Linked DNA regions of Mus musculus: region 2 is linked to region 1. A link is a contact called in public promoter capture Hi-C data. All regions are on one chromosome and are shown on one strand. Each heading gives the region's core, a stretch centred on a gene start, on an enhancer-like site or on the middle of the called end of the contact. The rest is flanking DNA. Distances are from core to core; before and after follow the strand shown.

Evidence for each region. Promoter capture Hi-C pulls out the DNA fragments that hold promoters and counts their contacts.
Region 2: a promoter capture Hi-C map of hippocampal neurons shows a contact between it and region 1, with 6 times the contacts expected there. The contact joins the promoter of Rims2 here to the enhancer-like site in region 1. A contact is called at or near these places in 10 of 39 promoter capture datasets (the SN4741 cell line, embryonic stem cells, frontonasal cranial neural crest and 5 more), 2 of 15 datasets of contacts at CTCF or cohesin (the NIH/3T3 cell line and large pre-B cells), 3 of 484 Hi-C or Micro-C datasets (embryonic stem cells, nephron progenitors and stem cell-derived primordial germ cell-like cells), 28 of 115 datasets of contacts at active chromatin or transcription factors (PVALB interneurons, SST interneurons, VIP interneurons and 16 more) and 2 of 9 other capture datasets (embryonic stem cells and liver).

What each region holds. Positions count from the first base shown.
Region 1 is chr15:38,677,829-38,685,409 of GRCm38.p6, forward strand. Atp6v1c1 (ATPase, H+ transporting, lysosomal V1 subunit C1) reads left to right here. Exons shown (of 13, transcript NM_025494.3): 6 at 1,492-1,583; 7 at 3,239-3,337; 8 at 5,113-5,181. Among named protein-coding and RNA genes, the nearest start is that of Atp6v1c1, 20 kb to the left of the region's middle. Within about 2 kb of position 4,928, at least 21 of the 459 cell types and tissues checked have an H3K27ac peak or open chromatin away from gene starts, as enhancers often do. A contact at or near this core is called in hippocampal neurons and liver, where this site is marked.
Region 2 is chr15:39,193,445-39,201,025 of GRCm38.p6, forward strand. Rims2 (regulating synaptic membrane exocytosis 2) reads left to right here and starts at 4,842. Exons shown (of 27, transcript NM_053271.2): 1 at 4,842-5,094. The coding sequence starts at 4,919.

The DNA of each region.
Region 1 (7,581 bases), core at 3,678-6,177:
TCACGGTTCTCTTTCTGTAGATTCTGCTCCCATTCCCAGCCATCCACCCCTGTGGTTAGTGGTCCCAAATCCCAGTAGCCTGGTAAAACCAAAACTCTAGAAACTTACAAGTAATCAGCCAGATTTATATATCAGTAGATTCTCAAGTCGCAAGATGCCCATACAATAATTTCAGAGCCAATTGATAATGATACAAGTTGCCCACCTAGATTAGACAAGCTATCCCAATTATTCTATCCTTTGTGATATTCATAGCTACCTGGGGCTATTTAAAGCACATGGAATCTGGATCATCTTCCACTTGTTCCATCTTCCTTCCTTCTCCTGTCTCTGTCTCTAAAACTCTTAGCTCCGTCTCCCATTTCTCTGTCCAGTCACATGCTTCTTGTATTAATATTTAAATTGATTGGACAGGGAAAATTCTGCTACACTACATACACATACACACACATACACACACACACACACACACACAGAGAGAGAGGGAGGGAGGGAAGGAGGGAGAGAGAGAGAGAGGGGGAGAGAGAGGGAGAGAGAGAGAGAGAGCGCCATGAAATACTTTTTAGGTTTTTCCTTTTTTAAACTTTTTTCGATGTTTATTGTACGTGCATTGGTGTGTTTTGCTTGCACCTGTGTGAGGGTGTCAGAACCCCTTACACTGGAGGCAAAGGCAGGTGGGAGCTGTCATTTGGGTGCTAGGAATTAAACTGGGGTCCTCTAGAGGAGCAGCCAGCCAGTGCTCTTAGTTTTTGGGCCATCACTCCAGCCCCTTTGTTTTGTCTTTTGAGACAGGGTCTCTCTAGTAGTCCTGACTGTCATTGAACTCAGGTTCTCCTACCTCTGCCGCCTGAGTGCTGGGATTAAAGGTGTGTGCCGTCATGTCTAGCCTTAGAAGATTTTTGTTTAGTAATCTTCCACCTAGTGGGCTGGGTCACTTGATTTAGGAAGTAATGTGGCAATAGCAAGTAAATGAACTACGTGGACTAATGTAGTACAAAAGATTCATAGGAGCCGGGCGTGGTGGCGCATGCCTTTAATCCCATCACTTAGGAGGTAGAGTCAGGCGGATTTCTGAGTTCGAGGCCAGCCTGGTCTACAGAGTGAGTTCCAGGACAGCCAGAGCTATACAGAGAAACCCTGTCTCAAAAAAAAAAAAAAAAAAAAAAAAAAAAAGAAAAAAAGATTCATAGGAAATTTGTTAATAATGAAGTTTTGTTTTTGTTTTGCGTTAGTTTGTTTTTTGAGACAGGGTTTCTCCGTAAAGCCCTGGCTGTCCTGGAACTCACTCTGTAGACCAGACAGTCCTAGAATTCACAGAAATCAAACTGCCTTTGCCTCTCAAGTGGGGTTAAAGGCAGTGAAGTTGATTATTTTTTAAATGTCCTTTTAAAGTTTTAATGAAATCATATATTTTTATGCCAGAAAATATTTAAATTATATTGGTAGAGGCAAACCTAGAAATAACTTGCCCGTTTTTCTTCTCTTTTGAAGGGAGTGACTCAGATCGATAATGACCTAAAGTCTCGGGCGTCTGCATACAATAACCTGAAAGGGAATCTTCAGAATTTAGAGCGAAAGAACGCGTAAGTCTTTGTGGATGCTAAATGTGTGTGTGTGGTGCATGCATGCATGTTGTGCGGGACACCATTAGGGTTTAGAAAGTTCTAGTTTGTGCTGTTTCTGTAATCAGAATGATTTGTGGGGAGCTGGATAGATGGCTCAGCAGTTAGAGTGTTGGCTGCTCTTGCAGGGGGCCCGAGTTGGCTCCCAGCACTCGCGTGTAGCTGACACTTGTCTGTAACTTCATATCTAGGTGATCCGGATTTCTTCTTCTAACCTCTGCAGGCTCCCGCATGTGTGCCATACGTACACTTCTTTACGTGTACACACATGGAAAATACTTCTTATGATTTCTAAAGTATTTCATAGAGAAAGTTCAGTAATTTTACAGAATTTGAACAATGAGAAGAAATCAGTGTTTGCTGGTTTATTAAACTGTTTATAAATTGACTTGTCACGTGAGCTATGGTTTAGTTCCTTTAATGCATTTGATGTTTTACTGAAATTTGTGTAAAGTTAATTATTTTATCAATTTATTTATTACATAGCAATCACTTGCTGGTTCAAAGTTTTTTTTTTATGTAATTGTGCTATAATGATTATTTTCTACTTTCTCTGTTTCTAGGTTTAGATTTTTTAAAGTATTAACTTGGAATCTTATTTGGTTGATCTTACAGTATTATTGCAAGTGTAGTTTTAGGCTGTTTTGTTATTGGTAGTTTCCTTGTGCGTGCGTGTGTGCGTGTGTGCGTGTGTGTGTGTGTGTGTGTGTGTGTGTATGTATGTATGTGGTGTATTTGAGAGAATTGCACATGAGTCTGTGTGTGTACATGCGGAGAACAGGGGAGTCATCAGATTCCCTCCTGGTGTTAGCCACTTCTTTGGGTTATAGGTGTGCATAGCTTGTTACATGGATGCTGGTATCTGAACTCAGGTCTGCATGGTTGTGTAGCAAGTGCTCTTAACCACTGAGCCATCTTTCTAGCCGCCAAGTGTAGTTTTAAGTACATAGCTGTTCAAAGTTGTATCATCATCCAAGGAGAAAGCTGGATGGAGATGGTCTGTGGTACAAACAGGACAGGCATTTTCGTTATGGAAGACCAAATAGTATCACATTATATCTGGGGAAAGAGAGAAAGCAGAGGTTGTGCTTAGATGACATAATTTCATAATTACAGTGAAATAGACTCTGGTATCTGGTAACTCGTACTGTCCCAGCCAGGATATGTAATTAAGAGAAGAACCGAGCTATGGTAATTAAAATAAGCACAGAGTTGGACATTGATGTCAAACTTTGACAGGCATTGGCACTTCTTGGGTTGCAGGGATAGGATACATCTGGCTAACTATTGACTTCTTATATACATTTTTTTTTTAATTAAAAGTTTTTATTTTCTGTGTATTATTGTATGTATGTGGACCAAGTGCATGCCTAGGGCTCTTTCTTGGAGGTCAGAAGAAGGTGTCAGATACCTGGTAGCTGAGCCACCATGTGGGTGTTGGGAATTGAGTCGCCAGCTCTCCAGCCCCTAACTGTTGACTTCTTATGGAGCAAAACTGTTTCCTAAGACTGATGCCTCTGAGGTGCATTTACCACGAGATCACCCTGCCCTTCTTTCCTTGGGTTACAGAAGCATTTGGACATGTACTCACCAGTGATTCTCTTCTTACTCTTCAGGGGAAGTTTGCTAACGCGAAGCCTGGCGGAAATCGTGAAGAAAGATGACTTTGTTCTTGATTCGGAGTATCTTGTCACATTGCTGGTGGTAGTTCCCAAGTATGTCTGTTTCAAGAGTCCATAGTGGCACTCACCTTTAATGCCAGCACTGGGGAGGCAGAGGCAGGTGGATGTCTGTGAGTTCGAGGCCAGCCTGGTCTACAGAGTGAGTGCCAGGACAGCCAGGGCTACACAGAGAAAACCCTGTCTCGGAAAAAAAACAACAGAAAGACCCCAGAAAGTGAAGAATGTGTTTTTTCCCTATAAAGGGCTGGGCAGTCTTTTTGGCTTTGCCACTCTTAACAACTGCTGTGCTTTACCGTGGCAATTGGTTGTTAGAGCTGAAGCAGCCGCAGAGTCTGTGAACAGGCGAAGTAAAAGCACTGTGCTTACTAACACAAATGCACATAGTTTGCTCACCTTTGGATCTAATAACCCTTTGAGGTCTCCCTTTGACTTCTGTATGAATGTTTGCTCAATGTGTAGTTTTGGAGAATCTAAAGAGTAGAAAGTAAAGAGTAGAACTGAGTGGGTGGCTTGCACAGTGTGGCATACACCTTTAATCCCAGCAGTGGGCAGGCTGAGGCAGACAGATCTCTGTGAGCTGAGGCTAGCCTAGGCTGCACAAGAGATTCCAGGCCAGCCAGATACATGGTAAGGCCCTGTTTCAAAAGAAGGGCGTAAAAGCCTGTGTTGGAGAGACACGTTCAGTGGCCTCAGGTCCTGCACTGCTGACATCTCTGGGGATTCTAAGCTGAGACAGGCTGCATTGTTTTTTTAGAATATCACTGCATGAAGCCTACCTTCTTTGTTCTGTATTTTATCTGGTTAGGGAATTGGGAATAAAAGAGAAACACTGGCTCCTGGAGGAGGATGGAGAGGAATAGTAAGGGAATCAGTTTCCCTAATGGTACCTGACTGGAGCATTTCTCCTCAGAGTGTAGGCTTTTGGATTTTTCTGGTTTTTTTTTTCTTTAGGGCTGTCCTTGAACTGGCACTATGGTCTGACTGGCTTGGGGCTTGCCCTGCTCCTGCCTTCACTTCCCAAGTACTGGAGTCACAGGCACACATACATCACTGTGCCCAGGGTGCAAAGCTTTGCTCCATGCTTTTCTTGCACAGTTGTTCCCAGAACATTGGAACATGATATTTATTTTAAAATCCTATTTATATTTGCCCATATTTTTCTTACTTGGCTTTATTTTAAAATTGTGTTGAGAAAATTTCAGCTTTTTGTACCATAAGATGTAAACAAGAGCCCCTGTAGATCACTTTACATAGTCAGCTACCTGTGTCTACCAACCTTTACTGTAAATCACACATACTTATCTCTCCACACCCCCAAAGCCAGTGGCCTTTCCAGAAAGCTGTTGCACAGTGTTCTGAGGCAGTCTCCTTTATTGTTACTGTGTCCTCGCTACTTCCTGAGGTACGCCCTGCTTTCTGTAAAATAGGGTTTTAGTTAGCCTTTTGTAATGGCCACCAAATGGTAGTAATTTCCCATGGCCTCTTCTGTTTTTTTAAATGAGGTATAAATTAATGTTTTCCAGCCATGCAGTTTAAAAATAATGTAGAATCTGTACTGTGCTTTGCCACGTTAACAAGCCAAGCTGTGCCTCTGTCGCAACAGTCCCTGGCTGTGCGGGAGGCAGTCCAGACTTCTTGCTTCATTCCGTGTTTGTGAGGCGCCCTCAGTAGGAGACTGATGTTTTGCTACACATATGATGTGCTTTATTGGAGCCACATTTCCCATGTGTCCCATGTTTTCTCTTCCTGGACATGGCAGAAATGGGACTTGTCTGTCCTTCCTGATGTTTACTGTGTCCTTTCTGCAGGCTGAACCACAATGACTGGATTAAGCAGTATGAAACGCTCGCAGAAATGGTAGTACCAAGGTCAAGCAAGTAAGTAGCCATCTTGCAACAGTGCTTTGTTTCCTACAAGTCTTCCAACAGCTTGTGGGATTAGGAAATCTCTTTGTGGTCTGTGTTTCCTTTGCAGTAAATCTGTAATTTTAGAGCCCTTGTTTTTACTTCATAAATTGTCAACTCTAGTTATCACCATTTCATATCTAGAAGGGAGTGGCATACCTGGCTTGACCCCTCATTTTCATAGATGGAGGTGTGAGGACTATAAGGTGAGGCCAGAGCCACACTTACCGGGAAGATGATGCCAGGGCCAGAGCCAGGGCCAGGGCCAGGGCCAGCCATGGGTTTAAGGAGCTTGGCCAGGGCCAGCTATGGGGCTTCTGCTACATCTTGTTGCCTCCTTGAAGCTTCCATCCGCTGTTGCTGTGTCTCCTCTAGGAACTAAGTCTTCATTTACCTAGCAAAGGAGTCATATCAGGTAGCTCCTGGAATGTGTGAACCTTCAAATTTTGTTTGAGTAGATGATGGGGCCAGATCTGTATAGTCTTTAAAAAGCCACAGAATGCTTGCCTTTTTAGTAAGCATTTTGAGTTATGAGTTTAATGTGCATTGTCTATTTATTAGTTACAGCAGTGCTGTGAGGCACTTTAGCCAGCTAATTTCTACATAGGATAGGAGGCTGTGTTTAGGTGGTCTAAAGCATATGGTTTCCAAGTGCCCAATGGCAAGGCAAGGCAGGGTTGACAATGGTTTTGTAGCTTGTGACCTATATCACCAGTCTGTGGCCAGTTATTGCTGCATGACATGCCTTGTTAAAGAGAAGGTATCAAAGACAGTGAGAAAGTGAACTTCGTAAGCTCAGGCCAGAAGTACTTTCTTTTCCAGCTCATTGTGCCATACAGGAGTTAGTTTGGTATAATGGAAAATCATGGACCCTATTGATGGTTCTTCTTCTAGCTTGCCTGGGTATGTCTTTGAACTTTTGGGTCCCACTGTCTTTTCTCAAATGTCAAAGAAGTTAGGAAGTTAGTTTAAGACGTGATAGAGTATATAAAACATAAGGTATCGTTGACATTTGACAAGTATTGAGAAATAAGTCACAAATCTGAGCTCATTGTGATTTTCCCCCTGTATTTGGAGTAATACCCTTTATTAAAGCCAACTCTTCACATGGCAAACTGAAGACAGTGGTTGTATCTTAACATGCAGTCTCATTTGGGCCGTCGATCCTGACCAGTAGTAACTTCTCTACATCATTTGAGCTCAGAGGTCAACACAGTATTCTGGAAGCAGGTATCCAGGAGGAGGGTGAGGCTCAGTGCACAGTGTCCTCTAGTGGTAGACATGTAGAAGTCAGGCTTCGGGGTTGGGTGGGGGACTGCATAAGTTAGTGAATAAGCTCTGATTTTGAAAGGACTTTATACCATTTCAGAGAGTTAGGTTGTTTGCTAATCACTTTAATAATTTAAAGGAAGGATAGTAAAATCCAGGCAGTACTTGTCCTAATGGCCTTTTGGATCCCCAGCCCCACCTCACAGTGTAAAGTGCATTTGGCATCAATGTCCATGGAGAACATAGAGCTAGCCAAGTAGCAATGGGCAGAGCATATAGTTCACACAAGCCAGCTAGGCCTTCAGGGCCCTGCTCTGGCACCCACTATTCAGGAAGGAACTCTGGCTTGATAAAGATTTTTGTTTGCCTTGTAGCTAACATTTTTCATTTTGGGTGTGTGGTGTTGGGGGTTAAACCCAGAACTTGGCACATAGTAGGCAAGTAGCCTGCTCTGATCCTCATCTCGGTTAACTAAAATTTTAGTTACCCCGAGGTAGTTATTGTTTCAAGCCTTTACTCAAACTAAGTAAATTAGATATGGGTAGTAGGGTTGGAGAGATGGCTCAGTGGTTAAGAACATTGGCTGCTCTTCAGTGGACCTGTGTTCAATTCCCAGTGCCCACATGGCAGTTCATTACTGCCTAAAATTCCAGTTTTAAAGGCTCTGTTACCATCACACAAACATTCACGCAGGCAAAACATCATAGTGATGGGGTTAGAGTTGGCTTAGCCATTAAGAGCATTGGCTATTCTTGCAGAGGATCCAGGTTTGGTTCCAGCACCTACATGGTAGCTCACAATCACCTGTAACTTAAGTTACATTGGAGGTCTCTTCTGACCTCCAATGGTACCACATACACACACACATGATGCACAGACATATATCCAGGCAAACACCAGTACTCAAAATAGAAATAAGTATTAAAAAAACATAGATAGTATCACTTGATCACCTGCCTGCCCGCCCTCCTTCCCTTCCTCTATTCTTTCCTCCCTCCCTCCTTCCCTCTCTCCTTTCCTTTTCTTTTTATTTCTATTGAGACAGTTTCTCATGTAGCCCAGGCTGGCCTGAACTCATACTTTGCCTGTCTCTATCTCTCAAGG
Region 2 (7,581 bases), core at 3,592-6,091, 520 kb after region 1:
ACAGTGAAAGGAAGCAATAGTGCGATGGAGGCATGGGAGTAGCATGGGAGCACTAACCAGGTGGTGAGGCGGCCCCTGCAGAGCAGCTATGAGTTCATTGGTACTGCAGACAGGAGAGAGCCATCTCACTATTTGACCTGCGTGGTGCTGAGTTGTTTTAGGATGCTTGCTCATTATCTGCCCATGTGGTGCTGGGGACTGAATCCAGGGATGCACACATTCTGACTGTTTTAGTTGCTTTTCGGTTGCTGTGATAAAACACCATGACCAAAGCAATTTATAAAAGAATTTATTTGGGCTTATGATTCCAAAAAAGGTAACAGTCAGCCATAGTGCTAAAGTACAATGGGGAGCAGCAGGCATGGCATAGGAGCAGGGAACAAAGATAGTTTTTATTGAAAGTAGAGAGGAGAGAGAGAGAGAGAGAGAGAGAGAGAGAGAGAGAGAGAGAGAGAGAAAGAGAGAGAGAGAGACCACAGTGGAGATAGGGTGAGACTAAACAGTCTCTAAGCAGCCTCCAGTGATATACTTCCTCCAGTGATATACTTCCTCCAGTGATATACTTCCTCCAGTGATATACTTCCCCCAGTGATATACTTCCTCCAGTGATATACTTCCTCCAGTGATATACTTCCCCCAGTGATATACTTCCTCCAGTGATATACTTCCCCCAGCAAGACTGTACATCTTAAACCTTCCCAAACAGCACTACTAATTGGGATTAAGCATTTAAAGACCTGAGCTTATGCCTCTTCAAATCCTACTTCAGGTACCAATTTCTGTTTTAGTTTGTGTCTCTGTTACTATGATAAAAGTCTGACAAAAGCAACTTTAAGACTTGACTTATGGGTTACAGACTATCATCAGGGAAGCCAAGGCAAGAACTCATAGCAGGAACCAGGAGGCAGGAACTAAAGCAGACACCATGGAGGAATGCTGTTTACTAGTTGGCTCTGCTTGCTTTCTTATAAAACCCAGAATTCCTGCCCAGGGCTATCATTTCCCATAATGTCCTGGGCCTTCTATATCAATCATAAATCAAGAAAACACACCCTCACTTCTTACAGTTTATTTTGATAGAGGCAATTCCTTAGTTGAGATTCTCTCTTCCCAGGAGACCTGAAGGGTTTGTGTCAAATTGACAAAACTAACAAGAACAAGTGACCAACTACCAAGCCACATAACACAATCCAGAGTGCTTCTCATGCAGTGCTGCAAGACAGAATCATCTAGAGCTGTCGGGATAAGCTGTAGACTAACAACCATCTATCCACAGTAGAGCAGAAGTGATTCTGAGTCTTGTGAGGTATCCTTGTGAGGTATCCAGATTTCATGGCAGAATACTGAGGCCTTAGTACATGACAAGAATGTGATTATTTTATAGTTTTATACTTCAGGTATGCCTCCTAATACTTACCTAGTAGATTATAAATAGTTCTTATCATTATGCAAAATGAGAGTTCACAGACTCACAGGGGTTATAAACCTACAGGAACCCAAATTCAGTAATAACAGACAGTTACTTCTAAAATTAAGCAAGAACATTGCATTTTGAATCTACTACAAATGTGTTCACCTACTGAGAGATATGTCCAAGCAAAATAGAATTCCATATATGACAAAGTAAGATACGACTAACATTTCAGGTAAACACAAACTAGAATAAAACGGACATCTCTAAGATCCATATTTTGGGAAAACCAAGCCTTGTGACAATATTTCATTTCATTATGAGCATAGCAACCTTATCTTAAATTGAGTGACTACTTTAAAAGTAGATCACCTAGGCTACAACCCATTTTAAAGCTCTATATGATATACATCATGTATATATCTCTCTGTATGATATAAAAGTGCCAAACTTTCACTTTGTAAAGGTACTTGACTAATGACAGCTGATTTTATGTACTTCCACTTCTAAGAATTTCCTTTAATAAGAAAAACTCACTTGTAGCAAAAGACTACAACAGCAGAATAAAACATATGCAGCAGCAACAACAAACCGCCAAACAACAGAGAATCCTAGTCAGCCCATTCACACTCCTATATCAGTTGTGGCATAGATTCAGGTTCATGCCTACTAGGTTTCAAGTACTGGCACTGTCTTGTCCAGGGAGACGAAGGGGTGGGACAGGGAAACAGACCTCAGAACACTGTATGACTGGCAGAAAATAATGTAGGTCCCAGAAGGTGACTGTCTGCTGCAAATGAACCCACATTTCCCCAATCTGAATAACTGCTTTCAAGTTCACATTTAACATATTTGAAATAACTAAGCTATTTTAACCTCAGAATCTTCAGACTCAGCAGTGTTTGTGTATTCTGGGTTCTGATCCTGTTGGGATGATGATGTTGGCTGGGTTTTGAAGGATGGTATTTTTAAAAATGGAAACAGAAATAAGGTGGAACACTAGTATTTATAGTTCTATCGTCTCATTTAAAGGGAGATTTACCGTGTTCTGGCGGTTTGTGTTTCCTAGGTTAAAGCTGTACGTATACCAACTGTTTGGTAACAGCCATGCATGACAAGAAAGGAGTGTGTGTATAATAAAACTTAGCATTTGAATTTTAGGTAACAGACTCAATTTTCTTTAGAAGTGTTTTCTTCCTTAGAATATATGGCCCCCAACCTTTGCTAGACATTAGTGGTCTGGGGTATTTTCAAAGTGTATCCACGACTAAGGTCTAAGTTCTAGAAGCTGATCCATTTGCTCTAGGGTTAGGTTCAAGTATTTTAAAGTGACCCACGTTTTCGTGTCTTAACTTTAAAAACCATGCATGATAGTCTTAAATTATACTTAGTTTCTAGAGTCTGGCTCCAGCTCTATTATTTACCATACTTATACATCTTCTGATCTTGGTCTTCAATTTCCTATTGATGAGGCTGGATTAGAGATTTATAAAAATTCTTCAACTGTAAAACACTTAAATCAATTGGGCTAATATGATCTCATTTGGTTTGCACAAAGCAGTGAAAGCTAATTTGGATTATGAATCCGGTTGAAAACAGGTGAATGGTAGTAGCAATGAACAGTAGTAATAATAATATGAAACAAAACATAAGCAAACGTTTCCATTTTTTTCTTTCTAGTTACAAAGGATGGGAGAAAAACAATATAGATATTTCAGCTTAGAAATCACAAGAGACATGTAGTGCCGCTTTGTCTGTTCCCAGTTCTCTCAAACTGAGACTAGTCAGATGGTACCTGGGGAACAAAGGAGGGAGAGAGCTTACTACACGTAAATACAATACAAACCCCGAAGGTTTTACTCACCAGCCTATAACCTGGCCTAGTACTAAGCAGTGCGAGTGTGGAAGGCGTGGTAGGGGTGTGTACATACACACGCACGAACACTGTAACCTTGCTAACCAAGCACCTGTCTAGTGGCAGGAAGAGGAAGAGGGGGTGATCCAGATCACCTCAGCTGGCTCGCCCCGCCCCGAGGGAGAGCTGTCTGGGCTGCGCTGGGCTTCTCTGAGAGCCCGCGCCGGTGGTGGCCACCTCCCTCCTATTGGAGTCGGTTTTCTTCTGTTCTTTGACTGAGCCTGTCTCCAGGCTTTCTAAAATCAGGCTAACGCTCCAATAACGACTCTTCTCTAGATTAGAGTGACCGGCAGAAAGGGGCTGAACGGCCCGATTCCTCCGGGGACGTGATCTGACCCTTTCCCTCTTACACCTTCCAATCGCCTCGGGCAAACCGCCCCAGCATCCTGTCTTCTGTACCTCTCCGTGCAGCGGGTACCGACAACCCAGTTTTCCAGAACTTCCGCACTCCCGCCCAGGTCCTTTCCACTCCCTCAGGCTCTTCCCCGCTGCGAGTCCCGGGCCGCTGACACCGCAGGGACACCCACCTGCTCCGATCTTCCCTCGTCCAGGGTCCAGTACCCCGCCCGGGACAGCTCGGGGGGCGCCCGGTCCCTCAGGCTCGGCGCCAGCCACCTGAGATCCTCCCGCCCCCACCGCCCACAGCCCCGCACCCCGGGGCGCCCGCTCCCTCGCCGCCCTGCTCCTCACAGCTCCCCGCCCCGCCCCAGCCGTTAGCAGGGTCCGGGGCGAGCGTCGGCCGAGTCCGGGCCTGGGCGGTTCGCAGGGGACACGGGCCCGGCGGGAAGAGTCGGCGAGGCAGAGGCGGCGCGGGCGAGTGCACCTAGCGGGCCCGCCGCGCCGACTCCGCGGACACTGGGGGCGGCGGCGGCGGGACCCCGGGCGGGCGCGTGATGAGGCGCGGCGGGCGGCCGGCCCCGCGGCGCGCGCGAGCTCACTTGGGTCCGGGCGTTGGCAGCCGCGGGCCGCGGGCCGGAAGATCGGCCGTCTGGGGCCGGGGTGGGGGCTGGGGTCCCCTGCCGCAGCCCGCGCCTCGTGGTTCCCGGAGGGGTCCTCCCTCGCGGAGCCCCGGAGCCCGGTGACGCGCCAGCCGGCGGGACGGCCGCTCTCGCCGCCTCCGGGCGCTCGGGGCGAGTTCCCGGGACTCCCCAGGGGTCGGGCTCGCGGGCAGCGCTTCCCGCTCCGCTCCGCCGCCGCGCCGGACACTCGCGCCCCGGCCCGCGGCCGCCTCCCTCCAGTCACCCCACCCTCAGCCGTCCCCGCCACCTTACTCCACCGCCCTCCCCCGCCGCTCCGCGCACTCGGCGTCGGGGCCTCCAGCTCCTCGCTCCCGCGAACCGCTCACTTGGCAGCCCTTCGCCCCCGGGAAGAAGAAACATTTCCCCGAGCGCACTCCTCAGCCCTCCCCCCTCGGCCCTCCCCTCCCCCTGCCTTCTTTCCTGGGGGAGGGGGGCTGTCGCCTCGGATTGAAGGCCATTGATTTGTATGCATTTGTCCCAGCCCCGGAGGCTGCCCCAGCCGCCCGCGCCCGAGCCGCGGCTGCCAGCGGAGTTGCCTCCCTGCTTCCCTAGGGTGGTTCGGCTCCGCCAAACATGTCGGCTCCGCTCGGGCCCCGGGGCCGCCCGGCTCCCACCCCGGCGGCCTCTCAACCTCCTCCGCAGCCCGAGATGCCGGACCTCAGCCACCTCACGGAAGAGGAGAGGAAAATCATCCTGGCTGTCATGGATCGTCAGAAGAAAGAAGAGGAGAAGGAGCAGTCCGTGCTCAAGTAAGGACCCGGCTCCATCTTCCCGCCTCCCTCCCTGCCCTCCGCCCCCCTCGGCCGCTTCCCCGCGACCGCCCGCGCGCCGGGGATCGCCGCCTTTCCTCCCCGCCGGTGGCGCGGGGGCCACGAGGGCTGCGGCCCGCGGCCGCCAGGGTCGCTTTCTAGTTGTCAGCCGCGGGGGTGTGTGTCGCGGAGGGAGGGCGCCGAGGCCGGCTGAGGTGACGGTGGCGAGCTCGGGGAGGCGGCGGTTTCCCCGGCGCCCTCCGGCTTTCCCCGCGGGCCACTTCGGCTCCCGGGATGAGGCTGAACCCTGGCTCCTCGCGTCCCATTTCCTTTCCCGCCGCCCCCGCGCGGAGGCAGTGACTGGGGCAAGGAATCCAATATGGCCGTGCACAGGTGCTCCCGGGCCGGACCCGGGTGAAGCGCCCAGGCCCGGGGTGCCGGTGCCACCGGGGTCGCTCGTCCCGCGCCTGCGAGGGCCGGCTCCGTCCCCAGCCCCGGGAGGAGCTGCGCTGCCCACGGTCGCAGCGGACAGGAAGGCTGCGGGGCGGGCGAGGGGGCCTAAGCGCGGTCTCGTCTCGTCTCGGGTGGGTGTGCGGCCGCCGCCATCTTCCAGCCCCTCCCCCTCGGCGGGTGCTAACACCCTGCACTCTGCTGCTGTTCTTCCTGTTTGCAACTAGTAAATCTGTAGGATCCCGAGGAGACTCCACTTCCTACCATCGTGGCAGTTTGGGTTGCTCCCTGCTTGTGAAGTTCTACTATGTTTGCTCACAGTCCAGCCAGCGGGGTTTTGGCGAGGGTGGGAGGCGTGAAAGTAGCACCCAAGCATCGGTTTAGAGGCGGTGTAACTTCAGCACCAGGGAACTGTCCAGAATGAGTTTTCCTTTACTTTGGGATTCCTTGTCAGTGTAGCACTGTAGCTGAGATTGTTTCTACAGGTTTGCTTTTAAATGTTTTATGATTTTTTATATCTCGGTTGCTTCTGGAAAGTCATTGTCTGGATCTGTAAAGATCTGTAACCCTTTAATGTTTGTCCAAGTCGTTACTCACTATAAAAATTAACCTGTATATGCCTAAAGAGAGGGAGGGCAGTTCTCTTGCATGTCACCGAATACACTTTCCCATAATCGCTATAGAAACACACAACTAAAAGCGTTGACTTCCTCCTTGAAAAGAAATAGCTTACTGACCTTCACCACTTATTTTGAAAACAGGTTGTTGAATTCAGTATTTTTTTTTTTTACAAATGAAAACACACCTTGTCTAGATGTACATCTTCTCACATTTTAGTGAAGCAGATTTTACATAACCTATGGTAACAAACATATCAAATAGATATATATCTTTAAAAGATACAAGTTCTCACAAAATAATAAAAGAACAATTAGGAATTGCTTCAATACTAATTTTTAGGTTTGAATATTTACTAGGGAATTTGGCTTATTCATGGTCATAGGATAGGAATAAAAAGTTAAGAAATTTAATCAGTTTAAACTATGGAATAATAAAAATAGTTTTTAAAAAAGCTTTTTGAGCATACTCTAACTTTGCTCAACTTTAATCTATATACTAGTATGTGCTAAGATTCTGATCATTACGATTTATATTCAGATATATAAATTTACACTTCTTAATATAGTTGCTGAAAATCAGTGTTGCCAAAATGATGCTCAAATAAAATATGGCTTTATTTCTTTGACCTACATATTTAAATGGAAATGGGGTTTTATTTATAGTAAACTGAAGCATAGTGTTTATTGGCTAGTTAATCTTATGTAGTTTTTATTCACAGTTTCAATATATGGACATTTTAGTGACTGTTTGAGTACTGAACTACAAATTGCTCAAAATGAAGAGCGTATTTTACTGAATAGATGTTTAAAAAGGGTTTTCCAGGTCAAGTATATATGTGCACATCTCTAAGTAAACCTCCATATTTTGCAAATATATGTTTGTATATTTATTTCACTTTATTTAGCCAGACACAGTCTCTAAATATAGCTATATAATATGTGAAATCACATCAACGAGAAATATAGACTCAGATTTAAGTAGTTATTCACATAGTTTTAAATGTTCTTTAAAATGTTTTTGAAATGAGAGTGGACAAGGAAACTGAGAGTAAACTTTATAATAGTATTGCAGGAACAAGAGGCAAATCAGTTTGAAAAAATTTGACCATTTATTAAATAATATGTTTCCAGCCTTGGGTGTTAAATAACAAATATGCTGTGTAGAAAAAATAATCCTGATAGTTGTGTTTACTCTTTCTCTTGAAAATCTAGGACCATATATCAGCTCCTCACTAAACTGTCTGTCATTTAACTGAATGTTAGCTAGCATCTTTCCTGAGAGAAGGTCATAGGCACAGAGAAGTAAACTAAAATTCAAATTTGTATCTGCTACTCTTTAACTATCATAATAAAAATAAGTTTGATGTGTGAAGAAATTGAAGGCTGGATAAAAATATTTTGTGTGATCTGTGAGTCT